Regions from separate parts of the Gossypium hirsutum genome. Here region 1 is linked to region 2. A link is a contact called in public Hi-C data. All regions are on one chromosome and are shown on one strand. The core of a region is the stretch at or near the end of the contact, and the rest is flanking DNA. Distances in the headings are between cores, read along the strand shown.

Region 1 (6,435 bases), core at 3,658-6,157, 500 kb after region 2:
CTTTTACGCAATTAAGCTCACAAACGCTAAAATTATTTCACCAAATTTTTCATGCACTCTTAAAAACATGTCATAATATCAAAATAATAATAAAATAATTTCTCTAACTTCATATTTGTGGTCCCAAGACTACTATTCTGACTAGGCCCAAAATCAGGCTATTATACCATGATTCGGTCTAAATTTTTAGACCGGGTTTTAGGGCGTTACAGGCACCATTCACAATCTAGGTGTGGTATTCATTGGTGCAATTGGCTTGATATGTTGAAATTAAAGGAGGATAGGGGTATGGGCTTTCGTAACTTGGGGAAATTTAATATTACGTTACTGGTTCAACAAGGTTGGCATTTATTAACGCAACTAGATTTAATAGTGTCAAGGATACTAAAAGAAAAATATTTCCCAACGAAGGATTTCATGAGATCAAGGCTAGGTGCTTACCCATCACTTACTTAGCAGAACATTTGGAGTGCACTACGATTATTAGAAATGGGAATGGGGTGGCAGATTGGCATGGGTGAAGTAGTCTTAATTTGGCTTAGGTGGTTGTGTTGGAAAAATCCTGTTCAAAAAATGGCTTTCTGTCACAATGAAAAATTAAAAATTTGAAAACCAAGCTGGTTTGTGATATTTATAACAATAAACTTTTTTCTGAAAAATACATGTGCTTTTTGCAAAACTGATCCTAGACGTTCCTAGATTTCAACTGAACAGTCTTCTCTGCTATTCTCGTACCACAAATTGCTTCGATTATAGGCTCAAACAATTACGAACCAAACACAGAACCAAAAAAGATTTATTACTTTCAGTAGGAAAGTATTTCTCTCTCAATAGAAACTGATAGAATTATTTTTTCCAGAAAATAGAATTTATACTTGAAAAATAAATTCTCTTTACTTTCGGGCAGAATAACAATATCTCAAAGTTATGTGAAAGTTATGCAAAACTCTATTGGTGTCATCTATTTATAGGAAGAGATATGAGAATCCTAGTTAAATTAGTAAAAAGCAAACAATATTTATTTAATAGAAAAATTTGTCTTCTAGTTGAACTAGAAGAGGGGGCGGCACACCTTAGTTAAATACACTAGGGTTATTGCCCCTCATATTACATATAAGGGGATTTGTGCCTCTCTTTTATTGAATCCAATTATATATTCTTTTTAGACTTTTAACCTAAGATTTTATAATTTAATCCAACCCAATACATGTTTTTCTATTTCTTGAAATAAATATTATTTATTTAATTTAATTTAAATTTTCAATTAAATAATTTTTCAACCCAATTTTAATTCTGTAAAGGCACGACAACTTTACTGTAAAAGAATTTATGAGGAAATATATTTAATTTCCATATTTTACTAATTTATTTTATTTTATTTTTTAAATTCAATTATTTAATTAAATAATAATTTGAAAAACTTAAATTAATTCTCAAGTCATTTTTATACTCAGTGAAAAAGTACATTCATTTACGAATATGACTCATTTCTGTAAATGTATCATTTCCATCAATATCTATTCATTTGGTTCTTTATGTAATTGATTTTTGGTTTCAACGATCTAGCGGAGGGATCAATTGAACATATGTAATTAGGGCTCAAAGATTTTATAATCAAGTTTCAGCTTTTCATCTATTAATTATAAACTTATTTAGTAACGAAGTCATTCCACTATAGTATCTTGACTGAGCTCTCCCTTATTACATACTATAGCAAAAGCTACTCAATCAATGCTCGTCTACTGACCTTCTCATAAGTTTGTTACCCTTATAGGATATCCTTAATTTCTTAGGGATAAATTTGTTCTCCCAATATGATTCTATTTTATTTTATAGTAACTAATAATCTTCTTTCATGAAAAGTTAATTACTATCAAATAGTAATCAAGTCATTTATTACAAAGACAAATGAACCGTGACCACATTTACTTTTCATATATCATGTAACGCCGATAAGAGGATATCATTTACCTATTTTTTGGGCTATGAATTTTACTATTATAAATGATGCTACATTTCACTATTATAAATGATGCTACATATTGCATAAGTTGTATATTCAACACATCAACTTTCATTTTCTTATCTATTTGAACTCAAGCTTTTACTTACATCAAAGTGTACGAGTCACTCAAACATAGTTCAACATCTACTCAAGATTAAGGTATGTCACACTATGAACGTCACAAGTGAATAAATCCATAAAGAGATCTAGGATCTATTCTACTTAGGTCATTTTCGATATATTATCAATCTAGTCAATCACATCTACATCTCTATCTTTTGAGAATCATTAGCTCTGATACTCAAGACAAAGTATCTCATCAAGTGGACTTAATAGATGACACATTAGTCTTTCAATCAGTTTGCTTATTTTCGTTTATGAGTCAAATATTAGAACAAATATTTATTGGGTGTCGAAGTTGATTAATGCACGGAACAAAACTTGGGATAAGCAGTTTGTTAAATTAGTATTTACCTCTAATTAAACTCGTTAAATTCTGTATTCCCCTATCAATTACGGTGAGCTAGGATACATATGCTTGATTGAAGGGAGCAAACTTGAGAATACACAGTAAGTAGCGGCTATAAGCTTTTGGTAGCAAAGGGACTTGAGGAAAGAATCATCACTAGGCATTGGCAGAATTACAAAGAATTTTATAGTAAAACTTGGAAAGTTCCGTGTCCGTTGGAACTTAAAATTATGTTGTGGAGACTTTTTAAGTATTTGTGCCTACAATGTGTAATTTATACAATAGATGTGTGGAAACTTCCCTCATCTGCCCATTTTGTAATGCTGCGATGGAAACAATAATGCACGCGATAGCAAGTTGTGATCTAGCAAGAAGGGTCTGGGTAGCGTTCAACATTGTCTAGTATACCTCGTATGGATTTTCATGACCAATTAGCTCGCTTAGTGAAACAAAGTAATATGAATGAATGCAAAACGATTATCACTATTTACTGGGCTCTGTGGCATGCAAGGAACGAATGGGTGCATGAACGAAAGAAAGAGACAATTTATGGAATTTCGGGGTTTATTCGGTCCTATATTACTGAGACAAAAGGTGTTGTAAGAGCCATACCTGAGCCACGAGATGGTTCTACAACCGAATGAGAGCCACCGGAGGTTAATATGGTCAAGGTGAACTTTGATGTGGGCTTGAGAGCCGCTTCTAATACATCCAGCACAAAGGTGATTGCGGGAGAAAATAGTGGAATGATTTTGAGAGCTTTTGTTCATACAAGTTGCTTCGTTCCCCTTGTCTTTGCCGTTGAAGCCATTGCATGTGTGAAGGCCCCGCAATTTGCAAAAGATATGGGGTTTCAGCGCTTGGTCTTGGACGGTGACTCTCGGCTGGTAATCAAATGGATATCTAACAGAGTGGATCATTCTAGTGTAACTGCTTATATTAATGATACAAGGTCTCTCATCTCCCAATTCTTAGTTTGTAAAGTCAAACGTACTTTAAGGGATGGTAATCGGGCGGCGCACCAGCTGGCTAAGGAAGCATTTGACAGGGAAGAAAGCTTATTTTGGGTGGAGGAGGCTCTGGCAAAGGTATCTGAGATTTGAGTGGCGGATCGATGATAGACTGACTCACTAGACTAGATGCAGGATTAGGTTGAGATGAGGGGTGAAGTGGGAGTATTAGCTCATGGGACGCTGTTGGCTGCACTCCGATGGAACTATATTGAACTTAACCGGCATTATTTTATTCGGATTTTCACTATTTTGCATGTGAGGGGATTTCCTTTTATAGCTTTTGGAGAAGGGGGTATTTAGTCCACTGGTTTCTACTGAAATATGCAGGTGTGAATGATGCACAGCTGTACTCATCCTTTTAATGAAACTTCTATTATTAGAAAAAAAGGAATTAATAATATAATTATTACATTAAATATTTGTTAAGAAATTAATAATATAATTATTATTCTTCCATCAAAATGATAATGTTAAAGATTAGATATTTTTATTCCATTTTGATTCATGCTTTTATTGATATTTAATAAGTTTCAATTTAAAACAATCTCTTATTTTATTCTTTAAATCACAAACTTTTTTATATAACAAAAACAATTTTATTAAAATCTTGTTTTTGGTATGTAAACTAATTAGTATTAATTTAATATATAATCAATAAATATAAAAAAAATTGATTAATAAATCTAACAGAGGAACATATTCCTATAAATTATAACAAAAAAAAATGGAACTGTTAATAGAAATAGAATGCCCAAATAACCTTAACATTCCTATCCTCAAATGTAAGATATTTTTGTTTCTCCCAAAATCACAAGATTTTCTCATACGGAATGTGTGAGAAATAAATGCAAACATTTAATTGTAATGAGAAGAAGAAAAAGTGGAGCCACCCAAAACAAAATTCACCCAATCACTACACCAAAGGCCAATTGGTTTTCACTGTATCCAACCCACCAAAGGGAAAGTTTCTGGTCTCATAGGATAAAAAAATATTCAGCCTGATCTAAGGGGAATAAACTTTTATAATTATTTTTTCTTTATGAAGAATAAATCAAACGGCTGAGAATGTTCTATCATCTTTGACCTTTGAATAAGCTTTCGTTTTTGCCGGGATTCTACCAGTGGACTCCAACTGTTTGACACGTGTCTGTACTTTTCCATAAGCGTTGCTGTTCTCATGTCCTTGGTAGCAAAAAAGAGAACACTTAACATCTCCCCGCTCCCTACGGTAACGCAACTGAACAGTGAAGAGCGTAGTTCCAATAAAACCCTATCCTACCATCCACTCACAAATCACCACGTAATCCGGAACCCTTGTTGGGTCAAACGTGGCGTTATCGTATTGGTTGAAGCACTGTTTCTCTGTACTTTCGAGTTCGGAAAGTTAAAGAAAAACAGAACCGCCTCAAGTCACAGAAGTTTCTTTGTAAATTGTAAGGAAAAAAACATTGCGTGAAGACCAAAAAGAAAAAGGGGAAAACCCGTAGTTTTGGGTTTTATTATTTTAATTTTGTTTCTCCATCTCTCTTTCGTAGAGAAAACAGAGCTAAAACCCAGAAGAACCAAAGAAAGAGTGGGGGAGGAAAGCAAAAAACTGAGAAAGGCGCACGCTTGAAGGGAGTCAAATAAAAGAGAAACGGAAGATAACAGAATAGGCGTTGATAGACCGTAGAATCTAAGAATCACACACAAAAGTTTTGGTGGGGTTTTATGTTTTTTTCCCCCTTCAATTTTCTGTTTCACTTTTTTAAATGAATCCCCTTCCTTAACTACACTTCTTGCGTGTTTCCTGCGGTCTATCTACTCTTAATCTGTGTCTTCACTCACTCTTTTTTCTTCTCTCTGTTTTTTTCTGTATCTTTATAAAAACTATTGATTTCTTTCTCTTCTTTCTGGGTTTTTTTTATAATTCTTGTTGCTCTTGGTTCTTTTCCCCTTTTTTTTTTTGAAGTGGGAGTATCCGAGTTCTGGGCAATTGATTGATGGAGGAAGAAGGTAGGGTTTCTGGTGGCAATGGGTCATCTTACTGGCTGGATGCTTGTGAGGACATATCATGCGACTTGATTAGCGATTTTGTTGATTTCGATGCTCCTATAGTTCAAGACTCCGTTGACAATACTTCCAATCAAGATTTCTTTGGAGGAATTGATCACATTCTCGATAGCTTCAAGAACGGCGGGGGACTTCCTCCGGTGGGAAGTAACGGTGATAGCTCTGCCGTCAATGGAAATGGAATTTACGACCCCGTTGCTGGAGATGGATGGTCTCCCAATGAGCTCTCTGGGGTCTCCAAGGATTTACCTGACAACTCAGTTCCGCCATCTAATGGAGTTGAAAAGAAGATTGGAAGCAAAGGGCAGGAAAAAAGCTGCGATGATAGTAATTCCAGTTTATTTGATTATTCTAATAAGGATAATGGAGTTCATCGAGACGATAAAAGGTCATCCGAGTCGAGAGATAGGGGTTTAGATAGTGAAGAGAGGTGTAGAAAGAGGGCTCGTGCGAATGGCTGCAAGAGTGATAGGCAGTATTCTAGTAGAGGTCAATATTATCCCCGGGATAGGGAGAGATGTTCTTCTAGGAAAAGGGTTCGAGATTGGGATGAAATTGATCGGAGAGATAGAGAGCATGTTAGGAGAAGAGAACATTATTATGGTGGCAATAGGAGGGATGGGAGAGAGAGAGAACCAAGGGGTTATTGGGAGAGGGATCGGTCAGGGTCCAATGAGATGGTTTTTAGGTTGGGTACTTGGGAAGCAGATCGGCAAAGAGAAGGGAAGGTGGCTTATGACAAAACTCCCGAGTGCAATGGAAAGATGGAGAAGAAAGTTGAGCAGCCGAAGGAAAAACTCTTGGAGGAGCAAGCTCGTCAATATCAATTGGATGTTCTTGAGCAGGCAAAGAGGAAAAACACAATTGCATTTCTTGAAACCGGGGCAGGGAAGACC
Region 2 (6,146 bases), core at 3,102-5,601:
AATTGTAGAAGATGTTATAAGTCCACTAGTTTGACTACAAATACATGGGAAATAAAAAGGTCATGGCTAAGCAATTCATGTTAAGAAAAAGGCTCTTATTCATACAACAACAACCTCTATTCTTTTGCTTGAATGTAGTGCAGATGTGTCTCAAGTATAGATATATATAGTTTGAGACTGCAGATGCAATACCAATTTAATCCAGAATGTATGCAAATATATATATAGATACATACATACATATATAGAATCGTTAGGTAGACAGGCTTGTTTGTATAGGTGACTGGATGCATAGATCCTAAATACTGCTGCATGCATAGATCCTAAATGGTGCTACATGCATAGATAGTGTTACCATTAACATATATGCACGCACATAAACATACACATAGTATTTTACATCTCTCAAACTGATGAAACGATGAATATAAACCAAAATATCGATTACCTTAAGGAACTTAGCAAACTATACACTAGAACAGTCTTTAATCTCCTTAAAATGAAATCTTATAGTATTACTTATTCAGATAATTACTATGAAAAAAATTTATAGTATTATTTATACTAATTCAATATTTGCATTGCATTTCAATAGAGAAAATTAGATATAATAATTATTTGCATATGCTCCATAATCCGTCATTGTAAAGTTCAGAAATTTATGCTTCTATAAGTAGACCATGTGCAGCAAGGAGATTGCTAAGAAAGTGTGTCCTCACAGTATTCTGCTTCATTTACTATTGATTTGTTACAGTTTAAATGAGCATTCACGCCATAAATCAATACAAAACGCGTACATACATGTTAATGGTGAATATACATTTCCAGCATTCTATGTCTATATACTGTACTGTCAAAGTGGTTATTTCATGCAGATGTTCAATTAGTCAAGTCAATGAATGGTTCATAATCTCAGAAAAGGAAAAAAAAAAATCAGAACAATACATGTACAGTTATAGATCAAAACTAGATTGATATCCATGAAGGATGAGCATTTGCTGTATAGATGCATCAAAAACCAGTCAAACTACTCACTAAGGCTAAACCAAACATCAGCTCTTCTAATAGAGCAGTGACCATATATAGTAAATCGAGTAGATGCCCTTTACAAAGTTAGAGAAATAAATATATCAAAGTGGAAATGCATTTCTCTTGTATGGATCTTTAAATGACATTGATGCCAGCAAGGTTATAATCTGTATTCATGAATGCAATTAAACTAATAAACTATAGAAGGACGAGGCTGAATTCAGTGCATTTTAATGCTTTACTACTGTTTAGTCAATTCTGAAGCCGTATCACTCGGTACATACCAATTACCAATTCAGCATGCGTATATTATATAGCTACATAATCAGATATTCTCCAAGTGCTTCTTATGGGTCTGAATGCTTAAAAATGCTGATACAATCATCCCAAATGTATATTTAGCCTTTGAAGAACTATATTTAGGGTAGGTTTGGATGAGCACTGTCATGCGTTTAATTTACTTTTTGTCTTACTATAGGATTTAATTTCACCGCAACCGCTATTTTTACACTAATCGCAAGTAAATGCACCGCCCATCTAAACTCACTCTTAATGTCATATTACTATGTTAATTAAAATTTCCTAGTAACCTGGAGTACCTGATGCTGCAAATCAATGTTTTCTCGTCCCTCATTTCTGGGGAAATCTGTAATTATGTACTAGTTAAAATGGGAATTTTACCAATAAGAACCTATGTAAAAGATACGCTCCTATATAAGTAATTTAACCATACATAAAGACTCTTTAGCCTGGAGCTTTAATTAATACCTTATTAAATGCACTGACAATATTTGATGCCAATATATATATTATATAATATGAAATCTTACAAGTATTGGATGAAGTCCAGTCTCAATAGACCCATCAGTTGGGGGAATCTGAACCCTCTTTTAACACAAGAGAACTTTTTTGTGTGTAGCAGTCCAGACAAGATCATCTGATCATGGCTGTAAAGGGAAGGTATACACGAATTACCAAGAAGTCAAGGAAATTTCTAACTGGCAAACAAATGGGAAGTGTGATGATATACATATATATGTAGAAAAATTTTCAAAAACTATCAATAAGAATACAGATAATACCTTTTCCAGTGCTGCAACTTTTCTGTGCAGTACCTGCAATGCCTGCACCTTAGTTGTTCAGCAGCAACAAGCCAAGTAAATATACATACTATTAACCTAACATGGAGTAACAAAAGAGATAGGAGAAAATGGAAATTAAATAAATTTCTTTTTTTAAGGCTATATATATACACACATACAACACCTACCATGCATTACCAGTCAGGGTTAAGGAAGGGAGAGAGAGTATACAGATGATCATAAGATAACTAAACAAGAGAGCAACAAATAATATATACATATATAAGCGTATATATATATCAAACAAACTGGGGCAAATCCGGGGATGCAGATTGGAAAGGCCAGGGCCTAGTAATGGAAAAATATAAAATAATAAACAAGTTGGGAATATGCTGATATATCTGTATAAGTGTTATACACAATTTTCAACTCCATATTTTGCACCTTTCATCTTTAGCTCTTCACAGATCCCAAACCTCAACTAACTCATGTACTAACACAATATTAAAAAGAAAAAAAGATAACTTGGATTGCTAAAAAAAAACTTATCTTCAATATCTTTTCAACCCTCTTTCCTAAATCCAGTACTGCCTGTCGCAAGTTTGATGGCAAAGCAAGAAAAAAAGAGAAAATGGAACCCTTCACTCACTGTGATTTGATCATCATCGATCATAGATCCAAATCAAAGGACAAGGAAGATTTTCCCTTCTTTGAATACTCAGCTTGCATTCTGGAGAGTGGGAATGGGGTGTTATTATTGGACAATCTTGATTGGAGAGAAGAGGAAGGGAAATAAGGAGAATCATGATCAGAAACTATAGTGGCATGAGGAGAACTCGAGGAAGATTCATCTGTTGTAGGAGTAGGACACTCCATGTTCACTCCAAACAACCTTAGTCTTTTAGCCGCTGTTTTATTACCCTGAACAACTGGTACTGACTCGATCACCATTGGCTCCACTCTTCCTTCTTGCATTGCCCCAATTTGCTGAGGTTGGTGATGATGATGATGGTGGTATGACCCAGATGATGATGACCTTAGATAGTACTGCGACTGCGCCACATTACCGTAAGTAATTGCCTGATGTTGCTGCTGCTGTAGCTGTTGCTGTTGCTGTCGTTGATGATGATGGTTATAAGGATATATGCTGTAATTCAAGCGATGCAAAGGCTCATAGCTTTGAGGCAGCGAGTAGATTCCACCCCCCCACCGGACTGACTGAGGAAAGTTGAACTGATTTTGCATCTGAAAATGTGCAAAGGACGTTGGATCGGGTGCATTAGGCCTCCGCCTCCAATCAATGTACAACCGGTCTTTCCCGGACTCCCCAACACCCCTTTGAAACGATACGATGTCACCCGCATCAAGCTTCTTCTCCTTGACGAAACGGCTCCACCCTTTGGTCATCACATAACTCTGGCTGCTATTCCAGTATGAGTACCGGAACCGCCACGACTTGCCGTTCCGATCTTCAAAATTCAACAACAACCCTTTCTCATTCGATAAAGAGTCGAGAGGGAAGTACTTCTCCGCATGTTGCTTCGGTATTACCAGGCGGTTCAGCTTGCCTACATCACTCGGTGTTACAACTTTATCAAACATATATTCTTTCTCAATACACCTGCTACTTCCAGTATTTGATTCTTCAATGTTATTGCAGCTCCCAAGTGACAAGTCCATCATCTCAAGGTCCTTGTCACAAATTGATAGCAGAAGAAGAGGATGAAACTGGCAACTTGCTGGGAATTTCTCTTATCACTTCCTCTCCTTAATTATTAGAATACCCATGTTCATAATGATGACCCACATCCACCACCAAAATTTACTTTTTTTTTCTCCTTCTTTTAATCACACTAAAACCAGATGATATGAACAATAAGTTGTTGCAAAATGGTGGTTGGGCAGGAACGAAAAGGAAAAAGAAAAGAAAATTAGAAAGAAAACAAGACCTGGCTTACAAATACTGATTTCTTGGAAGGTGTGATTTTCTTTCTTCTAAATCCTTGAGGACCGAAGGAAGCAAAAGACAGGTCCTCTCAGTACAAAAACCAACCGAGGGTCGGTGCCTTCATCTTTGACCCAGAAACAAAACACACCCACACTGAAAGAAAAAAAGAACCCTAAGCGAGACAAATTAAAGCCATGGGAGAATCAACAGCAAAGAGTTGTGTGCTCGTGGTTGACCTAAGCTTTTTTTTCTTCTTTTTTCTTTTGCTGACTCCCCCTAAGCTTCATTTTATGTAAATATTTACCACATTTTCCTATTTCTATTTCCGTTTTTGGTTTATAAAAGAGAGTGTAGTAACTAGTAAATTAAATTATTACCATATTAAAAGAGAGTGTAGTACAATAATTACATGGAATTACTTCACATACATATTATTTTCATACTGAAATTATAAGTTTTTTTGTTTTAATGCGGGCTATATTATCAAATAATTTTATTAAATTATGAACTAGAATTCACATCTAAAATTTAAAATTTTACTTTGTTGATTTAATAACTGAATCATCCAACTTTCTTAAAATAAGAAAGATTTGATCAAATGTAAGGGGTAGGCAAAGGATTTTTTCCCAAAATGATTTTTTTAAAAAAAATATAAAATTATATTTCAATTTTTAAGAATTTATAATTTAATTTTCACCTCTTTTAATATTTTATTTGTCTTTATTGTAACTAGTATTATGTGTGCAAAAAATCAAATAAGCAAATAAAAAAATATGAGTTTATAGTTGTAAAGTCTGAATCCGGAGTTGCATGGTTTTAAGTTACCGCAATTAAAGTTTAATTATTAAATTAAAAAGAAAGCAAAAATGTGAAATTTTAGATGCACCAAGGATTGAGGTTTTAAGCAATGGTAAAAAAGAGGCAAGAGTTTAATTACAGTTGCACAAGAATAGTAATATTAAAAGAGATTTGGGGTAAATACATACTGCAAAGGCAGGGGCCCATGAATGATAAGGTTCGACTCATGTGAGCTTGTCCTTTTCATAAATTTTGGTTTTATATTTTTTCCATTATCCTCTCTGCAAAATGACCCAAATCACCAGTTGGTGTGATGGTATTTTTAAGTCCCAAAATCAGGATTGTAATGATAAAAGTTAGCCTAGGAATGTCATTTCCCATTTGATCCATCATTATTATGATTTATTATTGTGGATGCTGTTTGGTATTGTTTACTTTTAAATAATTTCATCCCAGCCAGTTAGAAAGAGAGCATGTTTTAGTTAGGTATCAATAAGTTTTTGACTTTTGGTCATTCATTGTGTGCTGCTTCTGCTGCTGCTCTATCTGCTCCTGCAAAAGAAAGGGGAAAAACAGTTTTACCACCATGTTTACATTCAATTTTTAAACTTATCAATTACAAATATCTTGCCTACAACCATAAACTTTTCTTTTGGAATATCAAATTTAGGACCGAATCCAACCCAATTCTTTTTATTAATGATATTACGTTTTAATTTAGTTTTTTATTTTTTTAATTAATTTTAGCTTTTAACTTTTAAAAAATATTAATTTTTGAAAAAGAGTTAAATTTATGTTTTTATAATTAAAATGATAATTTTTTTAAAAATGGCAACCAACCATTTACATGCACTTCATGCTTTTTCTTTTGAATTTTTATGAGATTTTTCTTTTTCTTTTTGGAATATTTTATAATTTTTAAATTATTTATTGATTTAACATATAAGAAAATAGCGTTAAGTTATCATGAAGTGTACATAGACTGTCACACTTACATTGTTAAAAAAAATTAATATTTTAATTAACATTTTTGTAAAAGAAAAGTAAATAAACTATTTTTCAAAGGTTAACGGTAAAATTTAACTTAAAAAATATTAATGACCAAATTGTTAGAAAATGTAAACATTGTGCATTGAATTTATCTTTATGCCACTATTAAAATGCCCTTTTAATTTTGTGATATTTTAAACTTAATAAGATGTTTAATAAACTAAAAAATTTAAATGTCAAAAAATTAAGTATTGAATTTAGTTTATAAAATATGTTAGATAATTTTTTTTAAAATTAAG

The links. A called contact is a pair of places that touch in the nucleus more often than the background predicts.
Region 1: a contact with region 2 is called in a Hi-C map of leaf, with 2.2 times the contacts expected there. The contact joins the promoter of LOC107952992 here to the promoter of LOC107937034 in region 2. A contact is called at or near these places in 9 of 34 Hi-C or Micro-C datasets (cotyledon, leaf and seedling).

What each region holds. Positions count from the first base shown.
Region 1 is chrA07:29,083,609-29,090,043 of Gossypium_hirsutum_v2.1, forward strand. It overlaps LOC107952992 (endoribonuclease Dicer homolog 1), which reads left to right and starts at 4,908. Exons shown (of 21, transcript XM_041117911.1): 1 at 4,908-6,435. The coding sequence starts at 5,470.
Region 2 is chrA07:28,586,655-28,592,800 of Gossypium_hirsutum_v2.1, forward strand. LOC107937034 (B3 domain-containing transcription factor NGA1) reads right to left here and starts at 4,352. Exons shown (of 4, transcript XR_005930610.1): 1 at 4,061-4,352; 2 at 2,761-3,964; 3 at 2,112-2,144; 4 at 1-1,976.